Linked DNA regions of Sus scrofa: all the other regions are linked to region 2. The links are chromatin contacts, called in public HiChIP or PLAC-seq maps. All regions are on one chromosome and are shown on one strand. The core of a region is the stretch at or near the end of the contact, and the rest is flanking DNA. Distances in the headings are between cores, read along the strand shown. Region 1 holds the start of RSBN1 (round spermatid basic protein 1). Region 2 holds the start of HIPK1 (homeodomain-interacting protein kinase 1). Region 3 holds the start of PHTF1 (putative homeodomain transcription factor 1).

What was found. HiChIP or PLAC-seq counts read pairs in DNA pulled down with a chosen protein or histone mark.
Region 1: a contact with region 2 is called in an H3K27ac HiChIP or PLAC-seq map of alveolar macrophages. The contact joins the promoter of RSBN1 here to the promoter of HIPK1 in region 2. A contact is called at or near these places in 2 of 5 promoter capture datasets (fetal liver and liver), 2 of 47 Hi-C or Micro-C datasets (heart right ventricle and liver) and 2 of 2 datasets of contacts at active chromatin or transcription factors (alveolar macrophages and skeletal muscle).
Region 3: an H3K27ac HiChIP or PLAC-seq map of alveolar macrophages shows a contact between it and region 2. The contact joins the promoter of PHTF1 here to the promoter of HIPK1 in region 2. A contact is called at or near these places in 1 of 5 promoter capture datasets (fetal liver), 1 of 47 Hi-C or Micro-C datasets (skeletal muscle) and 2 of 2 datasets of contacts at active chromatin or transcription factors (alveolar macrophages and skeletal muscle).

Annotation. Positions count from the first base shown.
Region 1 is chr4:106,757,292-106,760,475 of Sscrofa11.1, reverse strand. It overlaps RSBN1 (round spermatid basic protein 1), which reads right to left and starts at 1,630. Exons shown (of 7, transcript XM_021090720.1): 1 at 742-1,630. The coding sequence starts at 1,426. PTPN22 (tyrosine-protein phosphatase non-receptor type 22) reads right to left here. Exons shown (of 21, transcript XM_021090719.1): 21 at 2,375-3,184.
Region 2 is chr4:106,625,637-106,629,084 of Sscrofa11.1, reverse strand. It overlaps HIPK1 (homeodomain-interacting protein kinase 1), which reads left to right and starts at 1,971. Exons shown (of 16, transcript XM_021090012.1): 1 at 1,971-2,222.
Region 3 is chr4:106,806,873-106,810,408 of Sscrofa11.1, reverse strand. It overlaps PHTF1 (putative homeodomain transcription factor 1), which reads right to left and starts at 1,483. Exons shown (of 22, transcript XM_021090726.1): 1 at 504-1,483; 2 at 145-219. The coding sequence starts at 189. It overlaps LOC110260434 (a long non-coding RNA gene), which reads left to right and starts at 690. Exons shown (of 2, transcript XR_002343727.1): 1 at 690-1,215.

The sequences.
Region 1 (3,184 bases), core at 381-2,880, 130 kb before region 2:
GACTCTAGAGAGGATTGCTGGAAATAAATAAACTCTCAATTTGCTGTGCCAGACAGATTAAAATGCAACTACTGAACACTGCCACTTTTCAGAGGTACGGTTGGGCCAATAGTCTAGGATCAAGGAGAGGAAACCTCCCCCACTACTTTTCTGAAAATTAAGCTTGCACATAAAGATTAAAAATGATTTTTTTACCTCCAAGTAAAAAACCAACCAAGATAAACTGCATCTGATATATCACCTTGCAGAAGCTAAGAAAACCAGTGAGTCGAATTGATCTCCGTAAAAATTTAAACTCATTAAAGCCCCAAACCACACTCGTAAATATTTTGGAGCAGAAGAGAGGGAATATTAAAGCTTCCCATCAAGGAAAACGGGAAAAAAGGATTTCAGCGACAAACCTTTACTTTAGACAGGCAGTTTTTAATAACCCACTAATCCCACGCCAAGGACCGCGCGGCGCGGAAAGCCTGGCGAATTTGAAAACAAACGTTGGTAAGGGCTCGGGAGGGGACAAGAGGGTTACTAACTGACAGCTCGGCCTCGAAACGAGGAGCCCCAAGTAGGTCAGACTATGTCAACGGTTTGAAATCCAGGGTCCACCCCAGCAGGCTCAAGGGAGTAGAGCAGCAGGAGGTAAGCAGGGGGGTGGCGTCTTTCAGGGCTAAAGGGGCGGGATATCGCAACAGAGAGAGGAGACCTAGATGGAACTCAAGCTCGGGGCACATCGCCCCCTCTCACCTCTCTTGGGGGCCTTGATTAGAGGCACCCCTCCAGTCCTCTCGCCGTTTTCCTGCTTGTCCTTGTGCTTGAGCTCTCCCGGAACGCAGGAGCTGGGATCACCATCAGAGCCGCGGTGGTGATGGTGCTTGTGCCGCTCCTTGTGGCCCTTATGCTTGGGCCCGGCCGCGCTCACCGTCAGCGGCGAGAAGGTGAAGAGGGCCGAGGTGCCCGGAGCGGGGAGCGGGGCAGCGACAGCGGGCCCGGCGGGTGCCAGCGAAGGTGGCGGCGGAGGCGGCAGGAGCAGAGGCTCAACAGGGCCTGGGACAGTTGGGGCGGCATTCGTTGGCGGCAGCGGCCCGGGATGTTGGCGGCTGCGACGGCGCCGGTGAGGGGGAGCGAGAGGGGGGTCCTGGCTCGGCCGCCCCCGCTTCTCCTGAGACCCCCCACTGCTCGCTCGACGTTGCCGCTTCACTCCCCGTGGCGAGACCCCAGCATGGGGCTTCTCCTTCCCCTCTTTGTCCGGCTCCTCCTGCGCCGCCACCGCCCGTACTACGCGCACCGCTCCGACCTGCGCAGCCATTTCACCCACAAACACACATTTAAATGGCCCGACCGCCCCCCCGTCCGCGTACCGCGCAGGCGCCGCCCGCGCACGGCCCGCTGGGCATTGGAGTCTCTCCCCCACCCTCCACTTCTCGGCCATTCTTCGTCCAGAGCTGAACAAGCCGGAAGCGGCACTTCCCAGCTCTTCTCCGCAGGCCCCGCCGACCCAGCTCTATTGTAAAGCACCCTGGGCCGCGCAGAGCCTCACGGGAGCGGTAGTTCCCCCGCGCCCCCTCCGCGTCGCTGGCTCGGCAAGCGGAGGAGCAGAAAGAGAGCGTGCGCCGAGTCACGCTTCGGGATGCGACGCAACCGCCAAGCCCCGCCTTAACGGCCGAAACAATGTTAATGGCTTTCGGAGTCTGTCGGCGCGTTCCCATTATCGTCTCCGTTTGCCCCTTCGTCGTTTAACACAGAGGAGGTGTCTCCATAGTTACTTTTAAATTTCCTCTTCCTTCCATAACCTTTGTGAGGTAAAAGAATCTCCGGCCTTTTACCCTTGGACAAGCGTTGAGATGCGGAGGAAAGGGGCACTTAGTAATGTGCTCTGAGGGCGATTTTGCTTTAAAATAGAGCGGAACTGCAAATCAGACATTTTTGAACCTCTTCCTAGCCACCGATTGCTATGGTTACAAGTAGAGGCGCGACGAGGCAGGTGCAAGAACTGCTTGAGAGACTGATGAGCGCCGCCCCAGCTCGCGGTCGAGCCCCATCCCAGCTAGTGCTTGGAAGGGTCGAGTCCATCTCTACAGTTAAGAAAAAATTCTAGATGGAAAAGCGTGTTTAGGAATTTAAGGTTTTTTCAAATCGTTTAAGTATAAGGTTGCATAAACTTGAGAAGTGTGCCTCCCAGAGAACACTCCAGAAATCGTCACTGCTCCCCAAGGTTTCTGGACAGAAATTTATTTACAATTTCGCCATCGCGTTAGGATTTTATCTCCTTGATAAAGATATTCGGAAGTAATAGATTACAATAAAGTACTCAGATAAAATCACTGTGGTTTGGTACCTCTAGTGCCTCAAGAAGGATTCAACTCAACGAACACTAAAGTTAGTTTAAAAACAGAAGTTTATTGAGCACCTGTTGTATACATTACACAATAAACAGGTAATATTTCATCCAATGTGTGCCTTCGTTGGGATTGCTAATGAAAAATATTGAAGAACAAATACTGTCTTAAGTATTTGATTTTTAGAGAGTTTATAAAAATTTTAAATGAAATCGTTGAGGGGAATTCAGCAGAATGCTTAATTATTACCTGCTAATTTATTTGTTACATAAAATTAGATAAACTTTCTTAACACAGAGCCATATTCACATAGAAAAAAAAATTTAAGTAGTAGTACCTCTGATGAGCTGAATATAAATTGTCCATGTTTATTTATATAGGACTTTTGAGATGAAAAAAAAAATGCTATCAAAAGATAGCTACTTTGTTGATTATTCTTCTAGATTTAGTAATTGAATAATTTCACCTAAAACTCATCAGAAATGTAACTGAACTCTTGTTATTTGGTGTATCCATATAAAAGATTGATTACTGGCATTACACACATATTTTATTCTCTTAAATATAACTTCTTTTCTTACTACTCTTTATTTCCCACAACATTTAGAAAGATGTATACTCCATTTAGGCAAAAATAACTCCCAGAGAATAGTCATTGTCACAAGCAGTAATTTTGTACTGTAACCACAAAGTAAGATTTTTTCAAAACGCTATTTATAGTCATTTCTGGCAGTATCCGACATTTAATTGAGATCCAATTCTTACAAGTCTTTTAGTTTCTATTTAGGTAGAAAAGTAAAGTAAAATAAAAATAACTTCCAAAAATGGAAAATAAGTCCATTCTAAAACTT
Region 2 (3,448 bases), core at 722-3,221:
GCCACTGTAGAAGCAACGCCGAGTAGTTATGTTGTGAGCCACACAGGAAGTCCTCAAATCTTAAATATAGATGTCTTTGTGTATTTTTTCCCCTCACTAGACTGTAAACTCTCTGAGGGAAAGGGTCCCATCTTATGTATTTTGCATATGATCCAATGTCTGGGAGAATGCCTGGCATCAGGCAGGCACAGTTTGTCCGAAGGATGAATGAATATCACAGGGGGGAAAATACTAGATTTTTAAGAAAGTGTCTATGTAGTGATATATACTGAAGAAATGATCTAAGGATAATGAATAAATAAATAAATAAGATAATAAATAAGATAAAGTATAAATAAATAAGACACAAGAAATAAAGTAGTCAAATGAAGATACTGAAGTGAACAACGAGAATCAATCAGGAAAGGCTTTCTAACAGGTAGATTTTGCCATGGGTTTGAAAAGAGGAAACAGATATAACTTGGGAGAGAAGGATCTTAGAAGCCTGTCATGGAGTTGGCTGGAACCAAGACATGGTAAGCAATTAGTGTGTTTGAAGCCTGCTTTTCAATTGGAATCTATTCTACCCCAGAACCCAAGTTCTGCCTTTTTCCTGGTTCCCCAGGCAGGCATGCTCACCCGCACTCTGTGTCTTGATGTTTCCCAGGTTAGCCCAGTGTAGGACTTTGTGTTCTCTAAGTTTCTATGAAAATAAGCAAACAAAGCTTCCCTATGGGATTGAACACTTCTGTTAACCCTAGTTCTCTAGGGAAATACACTTCCCTGTTCCCAGTAAAACAGAACTGCTCCCAGTGTTGTTAAGCCAGGAGAGAATCCCAAAGGTAGTATAATCACTTTAGCACATCTTCACAAAAATTATCTCTGATTCAAAGAGGTCAAGGATGTATGAGTGAGACCGGAGAAATAGAACTTGATAGCAGAATCTTGTCTTAGCCATATCTACCCACTCCTTAAAGAGCATATGCAAATACATATCTGGTATTTATGTATTATTGCTGTACAGCTACTTTCTAGGGCTCAGATCCCTGTTGCCTCCAACACCTGAGGGATGAAAAAAAAAGTATATATATATATATACTACCTTCTCCCTACAAGTGTCCCACACTTTAGGAATCAGAGCATTTCACATAGTGAGAGGTACATCTGAAGTGTTCCAGAATATCTTGGCCCTGGGAGATGGCAACTGTCTTTCTATTAGGATAACCCAGTTTCCATGCAGTGTTTATGTTTTTTCAGAATGTTGTGTGCCCAACACATGCCGTTTCCTGAATACCCGGCTTTACTATCTCCTGGTAGAGAAGAGAAAATTATGGTAGTATTTGCTCACTACAGGTTTTGAGGGGTTAGGCTCAGTGCGAAGCTATTCTTTCTCATCCAATGCAAACCAAGGTTTCCAAGGTGGCAATGGAAGAGCACCTTAAGGGGCTGCTAATGTTCGTGGAGGCTTACTGATCCCCTACGCGGCTGTCACTCAGGACGTCTCTAGATAGCGAGGAACAGTAAAGCCTAAACGGAGGTAATTCCTCACCAGCAGGGGGGCTTCCCGGGCAGGCACTGCCTCCCTGCGCGCTGCCCAATTTCTGAGGGGTGTCACACAAGCCGGTGGTGATGTCACATTGGCGGGGATGACATTTTAAAGCTGGACCTCCCCACCGCCACCAAGCACTTTTTGATCACAGCGGAGTCGGCCGTGCGGAGGGGGCGGAGAATCCGACCCCCGCACGCGATCCACGCTGGCTCCCCACGGAGGCCCACCCACTCCCATTCCCATCAGTACGATGCGGTCGGCCTGACCCGCCCGCCCTCCGGCACTTCCGCCTCAGTAGGTGTCATGGCGCGGGGCGGGGGACTAGTTCCCGCGAGGCGGGGCCGGCCGGATGGGGGCGGCCGCTCGGCGCTCAGCTTATCTGGTCTGGCGACAACGGCGGCTGCGGAGCGAGGGGCCGGCGGTGGCCCCGGACGGCAGCGGGAGGCCGAGGCGGGAGTGCGCGGGGCTGAGGCGGCGGCGGCGGCGGCGAGGGGCCGGGCGGCGGCACGGGCGGGAGGCTGAGGGGGCTCCCCCCGCGGGACGGGCGCAGGGACGGCTCCGGGGGGCGGGGGCCGGGGCCCGGGCCGGCTCGCGCGGGGGTATGATGACCCGGCGGCGGGGCCCCGGATCTCGTCTCCTCCGCCGCCTCCTCACGGCAGCCCCAGCTCGCGGCTGAGAACCAGACACACCGGCGGTGAGTCGGGGCGGGCGGGCGGGCAGGCGGGCAGGCAGGGGCCCCGGCGGGAGCGACCTCCCGTCGGCTCCCCGAGGCGGGGCCGGGCCGGCCGCGGGTTCTCCCGGGCACCCGGCCTGCGGGGGGCGCCTCCCTTCGCGGCCCCCACCCGGGACCCGGCGCCGAGTCCTGCGGCCCGGCCGTTCGTGGCCGCGGAGGAGATGGCGTTCCCAGGAAAGTGGGGAGGCTCGGGTCTTGTTTTCGGGGCAACTCCCCCTATCTCCTGCCACTTCTCTCCAGGGCGTGTTGTTGTCCTCAGATGACAGGGGGCCGCCTGGCGTCTCCTCACCCGGCCGGTTTTTTTCCCCCGGCTGCTGTGGCCGGTTCCCAGTGTGGGGCTTCTGCGTGTGGATTTCACAGCTCTGCTTAGCGCCATGGTTTGGGATTATTTGTGCCGTTGCGGACCGGGAAGCGGTGTCTGGGAAGGACGGCGCTGCTGGGGTGGGTGTGGAAGCCTTTCTATCCTTTCGGCTTCAGTTTTTTAATCCTTAGGTTGGTAAATTGTAATGATGGTGGAGACTCGGTGGGACCGGCCCACCTGATGTATATCTGTGCAAGGCAGATCTAGAGGTTTGGCTCAGAGGGAAACTTTTGCTATCTGTCGCCAGTTTTCCAAAGCTTTCGTTAAAAAAAAAAAAAAAAAAAACGGGTTATGAGGAAACTACTAAAACTCTTGGGTAAGGCTCCTGCTGTTCACAGGTCTGTGGGAAAGAGGCCCTTTTTGTGCCTAGCAACCGAGACCTGGGGCTCTGTCTCTAAGAGCGCTGGTCTAACCTCCAGTGTGTTGTGGTGACAAACCGTGAGCTTTGGCCTGTGTTTATGCTGGGCGCGCTTTCTTTCCTGTTTAGGTGGGGGAAGGGAGGAGGGGCTAGAGAAGGGGAAAAAAACAACCCCAAGCTCGAAGGTGTCTTTCCTACCCTTAAACCACTGACTCAGTTGCAGATACTCATCTTGAGGGAGCCCTTGATAGACGCTTTTTCTTAGCGACACTTTGGGAATTTTCAGTAATTGCATCAAAATATTAATTTCGACTGCCCAGTCTGTCCTTTATCTTACTTGTTTCCTAGTAACTGATGAAAACAGCAGCATGGCTTCCTGCTCCTGATGAAGTGGGGTTAAATTAAGTGGCTGATGCCCTCAGCAAAACCTACAATTTTGCTCTTGTTTGTGTAAAGCTATTTTTGATT
Region 3 (3,536 bases), core at 234-2,733, 180 kb before region 2:
TCAGTTTTCCCATTTATGTTGAAAGATACCATGTAAGAATACCTGTACTACCAAGCTCAGGGCAAACTAACATCGTCGGTATTCTTTGTGGGAGTTTTTGCAGGAAGCATGCTTTACAAATAAAAATACACCGATATTAATTACCTTCTTTTGGTACCACGATATAGCATCTCTCTCATTTGAGGCCATCTGTGTCTCCAGCCAGAGAATGGGATTTCACTGAAAATGAAGGAACACCAGTCGGTGAGTGCAGTTGCTGAAAGGGACTCTCGCAGTTTGGGTAGAACTCAAAACCGCTTCTCTCAGCCTCTCCGGGTCTCGTTCTCCGGCTATTTGCCAGGAGAAACAAAAACATACCAAAAAAACCTCTGGCGCAGTGGCGACAGAAGCCTCTCTTGCGATATTTTGTGCGAGCGTTTGATGCAGGGAAGGGGGAGAGGAGGGGAGGTCGCTGGAGTTGACCTGCACCCCACCTCTTCCGCTCCCCAGAGTCCAGCTCTCACCTGGTGCCCCCTGCCCCGAAGTCCGGCGGCCGGGACCTTCTTCCTCAGTGGCCCCTGCCCGGCCGTGAGGCCGGGGGCAAGGGAGCGGGCCCGGCAGGCAGCATCTTCCCTCCCAGGCTGAGACGCCGGCGGGGCCGTTACCATGGAGACTGCCGAGGCCGCCCCAGCCTGAGAAGTAGCCGGCCGCCCAGCGCCCGGAGGAGGGCAGTCTGTTGCCAGAGAGCCGGCGCCCTGCTAGCCAGACCTATAGGGTCATCGGACTGACCCCAAAATAAGCAAAGAAGGAACTGGGAAAGGAGGGGGATAGAAAGTGAAAGGGGTCTTCGCCAGGTTGCTAGTCGCCACGGCAACGGCAAAAGGCTTTGTGCCCGACTGGAAAAGTCAAGTGCAGAGCCCCCAGGGCTCGGCTGGCAGCTGCTTGGGGGCGCGTCCTCGCTAGGCCGGGCCCGGCAGGGCCGTGACTCAGCCGGCCGAGACCTGGGCAACTGCAGCTCCGCAGACCACGGTGCAGCCGGGCCTCGGCTTCCGCTTTCCGGGTTTTGCTGAGAAGATGGCTCCGCCCCCGCCCGGGGCCTTCCAGCCGAGCCTCCGCAGGGCTCCTGAACGAGGAGCTAGGGAGATACACCGAGATCTCGGCCCAGAGCAGCTGCTCAAGATCACCGTTCAGGTCACTTGCTCGGAAATGACTTTCCCAGACATCGATCTAAAGGAGGTCGGTCCCGATATTCCAATAGTTCCCCGTTCATTTCTTTGCGACCCTCTTCTTTCCTTGTGATTTTATAGGGTTTTAGTGCTTCGTTATTTACTACCCGGTCGTCCTCAATGGGCTGTGGGCTCCATGAGGTGAGAGACGGGGGTCTGGCACGAGCCCGGCACATAGGTTCCCAATCTTTGCTGAATGAAAGAATGTTGTCAAGAATTTACGCCGTCCTGAGACGAAGGGCCTGGCGGGCTGTGGCTGATTCCCCGCCTCGCTCCTCCCTCCGCTGCTCTAGGACTTAAGCTTTCTAGGTGCTCAAGGGTAAAGGAAGAGGAGGCCGAGGCTTCCGGCAGCTCGGGGCCCTTTCCCCAAATACCGGAGCGGAGGGGAGCGGCAGGAAGAACTGTTTCTAGGTTAATTCAAGCAGGCTGATAGAGGCCAGGGAAAAGGGACGGTTGCGACCGCTAATGAATATTTAAGGGTACGTTAATAAGGTTTTAAGCTGCTTCCCTGCTTTTTTTCTTTTGGCCATTAATGGAACACTGACCCCTAACGGCCATTCTCACCTCAACTGAAGCAATGTCCTTGCTAGCCCAGCACGCAGCGTTTGAGTCAGTTGAAGCTGCGATGATGAGACCACTTCAGCAAGCCTTCTAAGGAGTGCAGTTCTAAATGATTTACATCATTATTTTTGATTATCTATCAAATCGATATAAAGGCGTAAGTTACCCCCGTTTTGAGGAAAGTCGACTAAGATAAAAATAACACCCATAGAACTAATTTATTTCACCCGGGCTTGATTTTTCATTTTAATGAATAGCACTACTCAGTTTTATTTATGTATTTATTTTTGGTCTTTTGGGGGCCGCACCCACAGCATATGAAGGTTCCCAGGCTAGGGGTCAAATCGGAGCTACAGCTGCCGGCCAACGCCAGAGCCACAGCAAGGCCAGGTCCGAGCGGCGTCTTACACCACAGCTCACAGCAACACCAGATCCTTAACCCACTGAACGAGGCCAGGCATCGAACCTGCAGCCTCTAGTTCCTAGCCAGACTCGTTTCCAATGCACCATGACGGGAACTCCAGGCTTGATTTCTATATTGCACACATTGGCAGTGGTTTTCTTTCTGCTTTTGTTCTGACAGGTTCTCCTTCCCTAGAGCTAAACATGACACTTCTGTTGGGTTTCCAAACAAACGGCTGCCTTAAAAAAAACAAAAAAAACAAAAACTGGAAAATGTCCATTTTTGCTTTAAGACGTAAATTACACTAAATAGGAAAATTTTACTTCATTGCTTAGCACACAAATAGGCTTTGAGGGGAGTTCCTAGAACAGAAACCAGGTAAGACACACTAGAGAAGAGTGGTAAACAGCAAATCTTATTTCAGGACCCCCTTTACAAATGTAGGGCTCTCACTGAACAAAGCATAGGCTTTGAACCCAGAACTGCATTCACATCCCTGCTCCCACTGACAAACTGTGTGACCTTATGCAATTTATTCAACATAACAAGCCTGTGTTCTTACTTGTATTGTTAATTTCCTACTCAAGGCTGTGAGGATTAAATGAGGTAATACTCTGATATAAAATGCCTGGCCCACAGCAGTTACTTAAAACTGTTTGCTTCCTTTTCCTTTCCTAATCCTAAGTAAGGGCTATCAGTGTTTAGGACAGGTAGGTTAATTATAGAGAAGTTCACACAAAAACTGATGAGGAAAAAAATACACTGGGTTATGTCAATACATCAATGACATCTGAAACATCTATAAATCACCTTCATTAACTAACATTGCGTGCCTATACCTTCAAAAATGCCGGCATCCCAGGAGTTCCCATTGTGGCTCAGCAGGTTAAGACCCTGACTAGTATCCATGAGGATGTGGGTTTGTTTCCTGGCTTGATTAATTAGTTAAGGATTGGTGGCTGTGGAGGCCAGCAGCTGCAGCTCCAATTCTACACCTAGCCTAGGAATGTCCACATGCCACAGATGCGGCCCTAAAAAAAAAAAGAAAAAAAGAAATGAAAGGAAAAATAATTAGCTCCCCAGAACAAAAATCTAAGATTTTTCTCTCATAAGTATAAATCAATTTATGCAGCAAGAGGCATAACTGCCACAAATGCCAAGTATAGTTTTTCTTCTTCTCCCAAACTGCCTCTTGATGTGGATTGAAATTTTCTCCAGGTATCTGTGACGTTGTCTTTAGGACAGAAAAGTCACAAGAGTTTCTAAAACACTACAAAACAACACACAACACAGAAGGAAGGGATAAATATTTAAGAAACAGGTACCCCGTACCTGGAATTCACATGTGCTATTCATTTCGTCATGAA